2 separate regions of the Pan troglodytes genome follow, and region 2 is linked to region 1. A link is a contact called in public HiChIP or PLAC-seq data. All regions are on one chromosome and are shown on one strand. Each heading gives the region's core, a stretch centred on a gene start, on an enhancer-like site or on the middle of the called end of the contact. The rest is flanking DNA. Distances are from core to core; before and after follow the strand shown.

Evidence for each region. HiChIP or PLAC-seq counts read pairs in DNA pulled down with a chosen protein or histone mark.
Region 2: a contact with region 1 is called in an H3K4me3 HiChIP or PLAC-seq map of stem cell-derived excitatory neurons, with 4 times the contacts expected there. The contact joins the promoter of TYK2 here to the promoter of MRPL4 in region 1. A contact is called at or near these places in 2 of 7 Hi-C or Micro-C datasets (induced pluripotent stem cells and stem cell-derived neural progenitor cells) and 1 of 1 datasets of contacts at active chromatin or transcription factors (stem cell-derived excitatory neurons).

What each region holds. Positions count from the first base shown.
Region 1 is chr20:12,975,805-12,980,198 of NHGRI_mPanTro3-v2.0_pri, forward strand. It overlaps MRPL4 (mitochondrial ribosomal protein L4), which reads left to right and starts at 1,368. Exons shown (of 9, transcript XM_001164062.7): 1 at 1,368-1,761; 2 at 1,848-1,914; 3 at 2,002-2,152; 4 at 4,049-4,100. The coding sequence starts at 1,705.
Region 2 is chr20:13,104,994-13,109,224 of NHGRI_mPanTro3-v2.0_pri, forward strand. TYK2 (tyrosine kinase 2) reads right to left here and starts at 2,158. Exons shown (of 23, transcript XR_010153708.1): 1 at 1,896-2,158; 2 at 1,131-1,205.

The sequences.
Region 1 (4,394 bases), core at 118-2,617:
AGTTCAAGACCAGCCTGGCCAACGTGGTGCCACACTGTCTCTAATAAAAACACGAAAATTAGGGCCGGGCTCGGTGGCTCACGCCTGTAATCCCAGCACTTTGGGAAGCCGAGGCGGGCGGATCACGAGGTCAGGAGATTGAGACCATCCTGGCTAACACGGTGAAACCCCCTCTCTACTAAAAATACAAAAAGTTAGCCGCGCGTGGTGGCGGGCGCCTGTAGTCCCAGCTACTCGGTAAGCTGAGGCAGGGAATCGCTTGAACCCGGGAGGCCGAGATGTGCGATCTCGCACCACTGCACTCCGGCCTGGGCGACAGAGCGATACTCCATCTCAAAATACAAATACAAAATAAAAAAATACAATACAAAAATGAGCCGGGCTTGCGCACCTGTAGACCAGCTACTCAGGAGACAGAGGCAGGAGAATCCCTTGAGCTCTGGAGGTCGAGGCTGCAGTAAGCCATGATCTTGCCCATTGCACTCCAGCCTGGGCGACAGAGGAAGACCTTGTCTCTAAAAACCAAAACAAAGAAACTAAAAATAAGCATTCGGATTTGTTAGGGGGCGACAAGGGAGGCAGTCCAGGATCTGTGGACTCCCCACTTTGTTCTGTCCTTGGAGAGCCCTGGAAGGTCTGAGAGGGGACGGGACCTGGTTTAAAGGGGTAGGGGAGAGGACCCTGGTCTAGGGGGTAAGGGACACAAATACCTAATCTGAGGGGTTTCGGGGGGACATGGCCCTGCCCTGGGGAATCTAAACTGGGAGGCATGGTCTGGCAGGCCCAATCCTGAAGGCTTTCTGAGGGCAATAAGGCCCTGCCTTTAAACAAATGAAAAAACGCCAGGCACGGTGGCTCACGCCTGTAATCCCAGCACTTTGGAAGGCTGAGGCGGGCGGATCACGAGGTCAGGAGATCGAGACCATCCTGGCTAACGCGGTGATACCCGTCTCTACTAAAAATACAAAAAATTAGCCAGGCGTGGTGGCGGGCGCCTGCAGTCCCAGCTACTCGGGAGGCTGAGGCAGGAGAATGGCGTGAACCTAGTAGGCGGAGCTTGCAGTGAGCCGAGATCGCGCCACTGCACTCCAGCCTGGGCAACAGAGCAAGACTCCGTCTCAAAAAACAACAACAACAACAACAACAACAACAAAACAAATAAAAAAACAAAACCACATAACTGGATAAAGAAAAAACCATCTCCGACAGCCTTGGAGGCGGGATGAAGGCGTGGCCCGGTGGGCGTGACCAACAGCAAAAGTTTAAGCGTTATTGGCTGTATTCCTTAGTTGCTCGCTCCAGAACTGCCCACTTATGGGCGGGGGTCACTCCTTCAGGCTTAACAGTCATTGGCTGAATTGGGCCAGAGAGGTCTCATTGGCTGAATTCCTGCACCGGCTCGTCGGAGGCGGGACCCAAAGTATGCTAGGCCTACGGAAGCTGGGTCTTCTTGCTGTGAGGTCGCGTTCCCCAGTGTTACGGAGGGTCCTTGAGGCAGGAGTGAAAATTGGATCTGGGGGTTAGTCCTGGGGTGGAGGTCTGGGCACGCCGGGTCGGACCCCCTCCATCTTCGGTTTTGCACACCCCGCTTTCCAGCGCGGAGTCGCGGCGGGTAGGGCGGCGTCGCGTGCGTGACGTCATCCAGCGGCGCCTCGCGAGGCTCCAGTGGCCTTGACCTCCCGCGGCGTGGGAGGCTGCGCGGCGATGCTGCAGTTGGTCCGGGCCGGGGCGCGGGCCTGGCTTCGGCCTACCGGCTGCCAGGTGAGGCCAGGGGCTGGAGGCGTGGTCGAAGGATGAAATTTGGGGGTGTCCAGGGGTCGTCTCTCACTTTCGCCCAACCCTTGCAGGGCCTGAGTTCCCTGGCGGAAGAGGCAGCGCGTGCGACCGAGAACCCGGAGCAGGTGGCGAGCGAGGGTAAGGCAACCGGGGTGGCTCCAGGAAGGGCGGCGACAGAGAGGTCTGACCCTTGACCCTAACCTCTGACCCCCGCAATCGCTCCAGGTCTCCCGGAGCCCGTGCTGCGCAAAGTCGAGCTCCCGGTACCCACTCATCGACGCCCAGTGCAGGCCTGGGTCGAGTCCTTGCGGGGCTTCGAGCAGGAGCGCGTGGGCCTGGCCGACCTGCACCCCGATGTTTTCGCCACCGCGCCCAGGTGAGCGAGGGCTGTAATGGTGAACTGAGTGGCAGAGGGATGAAGAGCGGGATTTCAGGAGTCACGATGACTTTGGGCTTGTACCCTTGGGAAAGTGCTGAATTTCTACAGCCTCCGTTTCTCCACCTGTCAAAGGGGAACGATGACAAAACTGTAGCGCTGTGTGAGATTGAAGCCTGAGAGGTGACATCATCTAAGGGTTAGGGAGACAGAATTCTGGAGCCCGACTGATTAGGTTCAAATCCTGCCTTCCCCTCTTGTCCCTCAGTGTCCCTATTTTGTCAGCGGTCGGGAGGTTGCTGTCATGAATAAATGACTTAATTCTGGCACATAATAAGTTCTATAGAAATGTTGATAATCTTTGTTAACTGGTTTTTGCAAATAAGAGCACTAAAAAGACTAAACCATTCCTCGGTGCCTGGAAGAGGCTGTTTGCATTTTAGTTACCCTGCTGTTCATAACATCTCTAAGAAAATGTAGGGGCCACCCTGGGCGCAGTGGCTCACGCCTGTAATCCCAGCACTTTGGGAGGCCAAGGCGGGCGGATCACGAGGTCAGGAGATCGAGACCATCCTGGCTAACATGGTGAAACCCCGTCTCTACTAAAAATACAAAAAAAAAAAAATTAGCCGCGCGTGGTGGCGGGCGTCTGTAGTCCCAGGTACTCTGGAGGCTGAGGCAAGAGAATGGCGTGAACCCGGGAGGCGGAGCTTGCAGTGAGCCGAGATCGCGCCACTGCACTCCATCCTGGGCAACACTCTGTCTCAAAAAAAAAAAAAAAAAAAAGAAAGAAAAGAAAATGTAGGGGCCAGTTACTGTGGCTCACATCTGTAATCCCAGCACATTGGGAGGCCGAGGTGGGCGGATCACTTGAAACCAGGAGTTGCAGACCAGCCTGGCCAACATGGTGAAACCCCGTCTCTACTAAAAATACAAAAATTAGCCGGACGTCTTAGTGCAAGCCTGTAGTCCCAGCTACTCAGGAGGCTGAGGCATGAGAATCGCTTGCACCTGGGGAGATGGAGGTTGCAGTGAGCCGTGATTATACTACTGCACTCCAGCCTGGGCGACAGAGACAGACTCCATCTCAAAAAAAAAAAAAAAACAGGTGAAATTGATTTCAATAATGTATTTAACCTGTATTTAAAACTATGTCGAAATCACATTGTAGCATGGGGCACTGGCCATGTTTCAGATGTTGAGTATGTGACTGTATGGAATGGTATAGAACTAGAGAGGAAAACCAGTCCCTGAAGAAGGTGGCAATAAGTGGAGTGTAATAGCAGGAAAAAAGTAATGGTAGGAAAAACAAGGAAGAAGGGGTGGCTTTTTTTTTTTTTTTTGAGATGAAGTTTCGCTCTTGTCGCCCAGGCTGGAGTGCAATGGCACGCTCTCAGCTCACTTCAACCTCTGCCTCCTGGGTTCTACTAATTCTCATGCCTCAGCCTCCCGAGTAGCCAGAATGACAGACATGTACCACCGTGCCCAGCTAATCTTTGTATATTTTGGAGAGACATCACTTTGCCATGTTGCCCAGGCTGGTCTTACTCCTTGCCTCAAGTGATCCACCTGCCTTGGCCTCCCAAAGTGCCAGGATTCCAGGCATGAGCCATTGCACCTGGTCAGGGTGGCTCTTTCTTTAGAAGGTACCTTTCAGCAGTTATTGGAGCTGATACCTGTAGGCTGAGAAAGAACCATCCAGGAGAAGAGTGTTTCAGGCAGAGGGAACAGCAAGTGCCAAGGCCCTGAGGCAGAATTTCAAGATGGGGTCAGTGAGGGGCAGAGGCAAATCGCACAGGGCCCTGGAGGCAGAAGGGAGAATCCTGGGTTTTCCTATAGTGGGGTGGGAGCGTTTGAAGCAGAGTTGGGCTTCTCATGTGTCCTTCCTCCCCGCAGGCTGGACATACTGCACCAGGTTGCTATGTGGCAGAAGAACTTCAAGAGAATTGTGAGTGCCTAAATGGAGCAAGGTGGCGGGAAGGAGCTTCCTGGGGAGGTTGGGGATAGGACCCAGAGGAAGCCCATCGCTGGGTTTTCTCTGGACTGCTCGGCTGGGGCCTCATCTGTCTCCTGAACTATTCACTGATGGGTCCATTTTTGGTTCTCTTTTTTTTGTTTGTTTTTGAGATGGAGATGGAGTCTCACTCTGTCACCCAGGCTGGAGTGCAGTGGCGCAATCTTGGTTCACTGCAACCTCCACTTCCTGGGTTCAAGCGATTCTCCTGCCTCTGCCTCCTGAGTA
Region 2 (4,231 bases), core at 908-3,407, 130 kb after region 1:
TATCAGCTCCCAAGTCTCAGCCCAGAGACCCCTGTTAGCTCTTCAACCTTCCACCCACCCCAGCTGAGGCCTGAGGGGAAGATTCTGGGCTCCCATCTTGGCATGACATTAGAGACCCGATTCCCTCTCTAAGTCTCATTTTCCACATTTGTTGGACAGGGTTGGGGTATGCATCCCCACCTAGATCTCTCATCAACAATAACACTGAACCCTCCTCTCTTTCCACAAATTGACACAGATATAAAAATCTGCTCTGGCCAGGTACAGTGGCTCACGCCTCTAATCCCAGGACTTTGGGATGTTGAGGCAAGAGGATTGCTTGAGCCCAGGAGCTCGAGACCAGCCTAGGCCATATAGCAAGACCCTGTTTCTACAAGACGTTTTATTTTATATCTTATCTTATCTTATCTTATTTTTGAGACAGAGTTTCACTCTTGTTGCCCAGGCTGGAGTGCAATGGTGCAATCTTGCTCACCACAACCTCCGCCTCCTGGGTTTAAGTGATTCTCCTGCCTCAGCCTCCTGAGTAGCTGGCGCCTGCCACCACACCGGGCTAATTTTTGTATTTTTAGTAGAGACAGGGTTTTGCCATGTTGGCCAGGCTGGTCTTGAACCTCTGACCTCAGGTGATCCACCCGCCTCGGCCTCCCAAAGTGCTGGGATTACAGGCGTGAGCCACTGTGCCCGGCCTCTACAAGAAATTTTTAAAATTTAGCCAGGCGTGGGGGTGCACACCTGTACTCCAAGCTACTCGGGAGGCTGAAGTGGGAGGATCTCCTGAGCCCAGGAGTTGGAGGCTGCAGTGAGCAGTGATCGCACCACTGCATTCCAGCCTGGGTGACAGAGTGAGACCCTGACTCTAAAAATATAAATAAATAAATAAATAAGTAATAAAAATATATAAAAAGGGCCAGGCATGGTGGCTCATGACTGTAATCCCAGCACTTTGGGAGGCCAAGGCGGACAGATCACGAGGTCTGGATATTGAGACCATCTTGACCAACATGGTGAAACCCCATCTCTACTAAAATACAATAAATAAATAAATAAATAAATAGAAAGTAAAATAAAAATCTGCTCTTAACACACCTCCCCAAAATAACCAGACAGGCAGATGTGGTCAAACATACCTGAGGGCGAGTCCTGGAGCTCCCTGTGTCAACTCAAGCAAGCCACTTAGCAATTCTGGGCCTCAGTTTCCCCATCTGGAAAAGAGAGGTCCTCAGGGTGTTGCCATCAAAAGATGGTTGTAATGTTTCAATATAGTTCCGCATATTACACATTCAGCACAGACTCTGATTCAGGCACACACAAAAAGAACAAATATGACCAAAACAAGAATAACATAATTGTTATTAGTTTCATCGTGGTGATGGCCTCTTTCAGGCCACAATTCTCCTCTCCCACATTTACCCCCATGAGTGACCTCAGTTCCTGTTGACTCCCCAAAGCCTAGGAGAGTTTATGTCCAGCTCCATCCCCCCAGTCCAGGGCCTGAGCCTCCTGAGGGCGCCAGTATGGTAGTGGAGGGGCTGTCAGTTCCACCCATGTTGCTGGTTTCCTCATCTGGAAAATGGGCATGTAACAGTGTCTACCTCAAAGGGCTGCTGGGAGGATTTAACGCGAGGAGGCAGAGAAAGCGGCTGGTATACAGTAAGCGCTTAATTAGCGTTTGCCATTAATACCTATTCATGTTATAGATGAGATCCTGGGGATGGGGCTTTCGCGGAGCCTACTTCCTCCTTCCTCCTTTCTCGTCCCCACTGGACCCAGACCCAGCATTGAAGACGGGGTCGGAGTGAAGTTTGCAACTGGGAAGGCTGCACGCCCCCATGTCCTCCCCACAAAACCTCTAAACCCGGCCGGGAACGGCGGGAACTGGGATGTGCACCCACCGGGCATCGGAGCAGTCCGGAGGCACCAGGTGCTCCCATCCAAGTGCAGCCTGTCAAGCGCAGCCAGTCCCCGCGGCTTCTTCCTGAGGACCTCCGGCCGCGCCCCTTCCGCGCCCGCGTCCAGACTCACCCTTCCGGGGGAACACAAGCTCGAACCCGGACCCCTCCCCGCTCCCGCGGGCAGCTACTACTTGTCCCGCGCCGAGACGCCTCCTCCCATTGGCCGCCTGAAACGCACACGCCCATTGGCAGCTGCTCTGTTCTCCTTGCACGTCACCGTTGGAATTTTTTTTTTTTTTTGGCCATGGTGGCGGCACTCTGATTGGTCCTGGGGCTCATTCGTCACTCAGCCGCGATTGGCTGAGTCGGCACCCAGAGGCGCTGTCGCTTCTGCTATTGGCTGGCACTCGGTGGACGGAGACGTGGAAGGGGCTTGCGAGAGGCGGGCGGGAGAGTGAAGTGTGTGGGCAATGCGGCCGGATCCCGGAGTTCCCCTCTGTGCTGTGGAAATGGGTCAGGCGTGTACGGTCCTGACCCTAGGACACAGCTGCATGTCCTCACCTCGGTGTTCAAAGCTGCACCGGCCACCATTCAACCCTCCGACGCCCTGCCTTGTGGCTTCCCCGTTCCATCCGGTCCTGTCTCCTTTCCCTCGTTTCTACCTGGCCGACTCCACCCTGCTGACTAGAATTCCCCCTCCTTCACTCCTGGGAGGCATTCCTCGCCCACCTGCTCCTGTCCTCGTCCTGATCACCTGCAGCTTTGTCCTCTGAAGCTCCCTAGCGGTCAGGGTAGCAGCTTGGACATCCCGCCAGACGTGAATTCAAATCCCCACTCCGCAAGTCGTGCCCATTTGCTGAGAAGCCTACAGCCAGAGCGTTTCACATACATTATCTCATTTGATCCTAGCAGCAATTCCCTGTATGGCGGCTCTTATTATCCCCATTTCACAGAGGAAGAAACTCAGGCATGAAGAGGTAACAAAGACCGTCCTCTGACCCTTCTTCTGTGCCACACCATAACCACTCCTCGACTTTGTCTTTCACCTGCCCAGCCAAGTCTTAGCAAAGAAGCCTATTAAGTCATCCGCTCATCCTTGATGTCTGATCAACTTCCTCATCTTCCACTTTTTTTTTTTTTAAGATGGAGTTTCGCTCTTGTCGCCCAGGCTGGAGTGCAATGCTGCGATCTCGGCTCACTGCAACCTCAGACTCCCGGATTCAAGCGATTCTCCTGCCTCAGCTGGGACTACAGGCGCCCGCCACCACGCCCGGCTAATTTTTGTATTTTTAGTAGAGATGGGATTTCACCATCTTGGCCAGGCTGGTCTCGAACTCCTGACCTCGTGATCCACCCTCCCAAAGCGCTGGGATTACAATCGTGAGCCACCGCACCCGGCCCTTTTGTTGTTAATTTTTTAATTTTGTGGCTAATTTTTAAATTTTTGTAGAGATGGGGTCTGGCTATGTTGCCCAGGCTGGTCTTGAACTTCTGGCCTCAAGCAATCATCCTGCCTTGGCCTTCCAAAGTGCTGGGATTACAGATGTGAGCTAAGACACCCAGCTCCATGGAGTTGGTCTTAACTGCCATGGCCAAGGGACGTGTGGCTGCTTCTCTCTGAGTCAGAAAATATGGGTAAAAAGCGTCCTCACTGGGCAGCTGTGGACATTCAGTATGAAAATGCTGAAAGAGATCGGGAATGGTCTCTTTCACACCTGTAATCCCAGCACTTTGGGAGGCAGAGGCGGGCGGATCGCCTGAGGTCAGGAGTTCGAGACCAGACTGGCCAACATGGTGAAACCCTGTCTCTACTAAAAATACAAAAATTAGCTGGGCATGGTGGTGGGCACCTGTAATCCCAGCTATTCAGGAGGCTGAGGCAGGAGAATCACTTGAACTTGGGAGGCAGAAGTTGCAGTGAGCCGAGATCGCACCATTGCCCTTCAGCCTGGGCAACAAGAGCTAAACTCTGTCTCAAAAAAAAAAAAAAAGAAAAAGAAGAAAGAAAATGCTGATAGAGGCCGGGCACAGTGGCTCACGCCTGTAATCCCAGCACTTTGGGAGGCCGAGGTGGGCAGATCATGAGGTCAGGAAATCGAGACCATCCTGGCTAAGGCAGTGAAACCCCGTCTCTACTAAAAATACAAAAAATTAGCTGGGCGTAGTGGCAGCCTGAGGCAGGAGAATGGCGTGAACCGGAGAGGCGGAGCTTGCAGTGAGCCGAGATTGCGCCACTGCACTCCAGCCTGGGCGCCAGAGTAAGACTCTGTCTCAAAAATAAAATAAAATAAAATAAAATAAAATGCTGATAGAGACTTGTCCTGGCTGGATGCAGT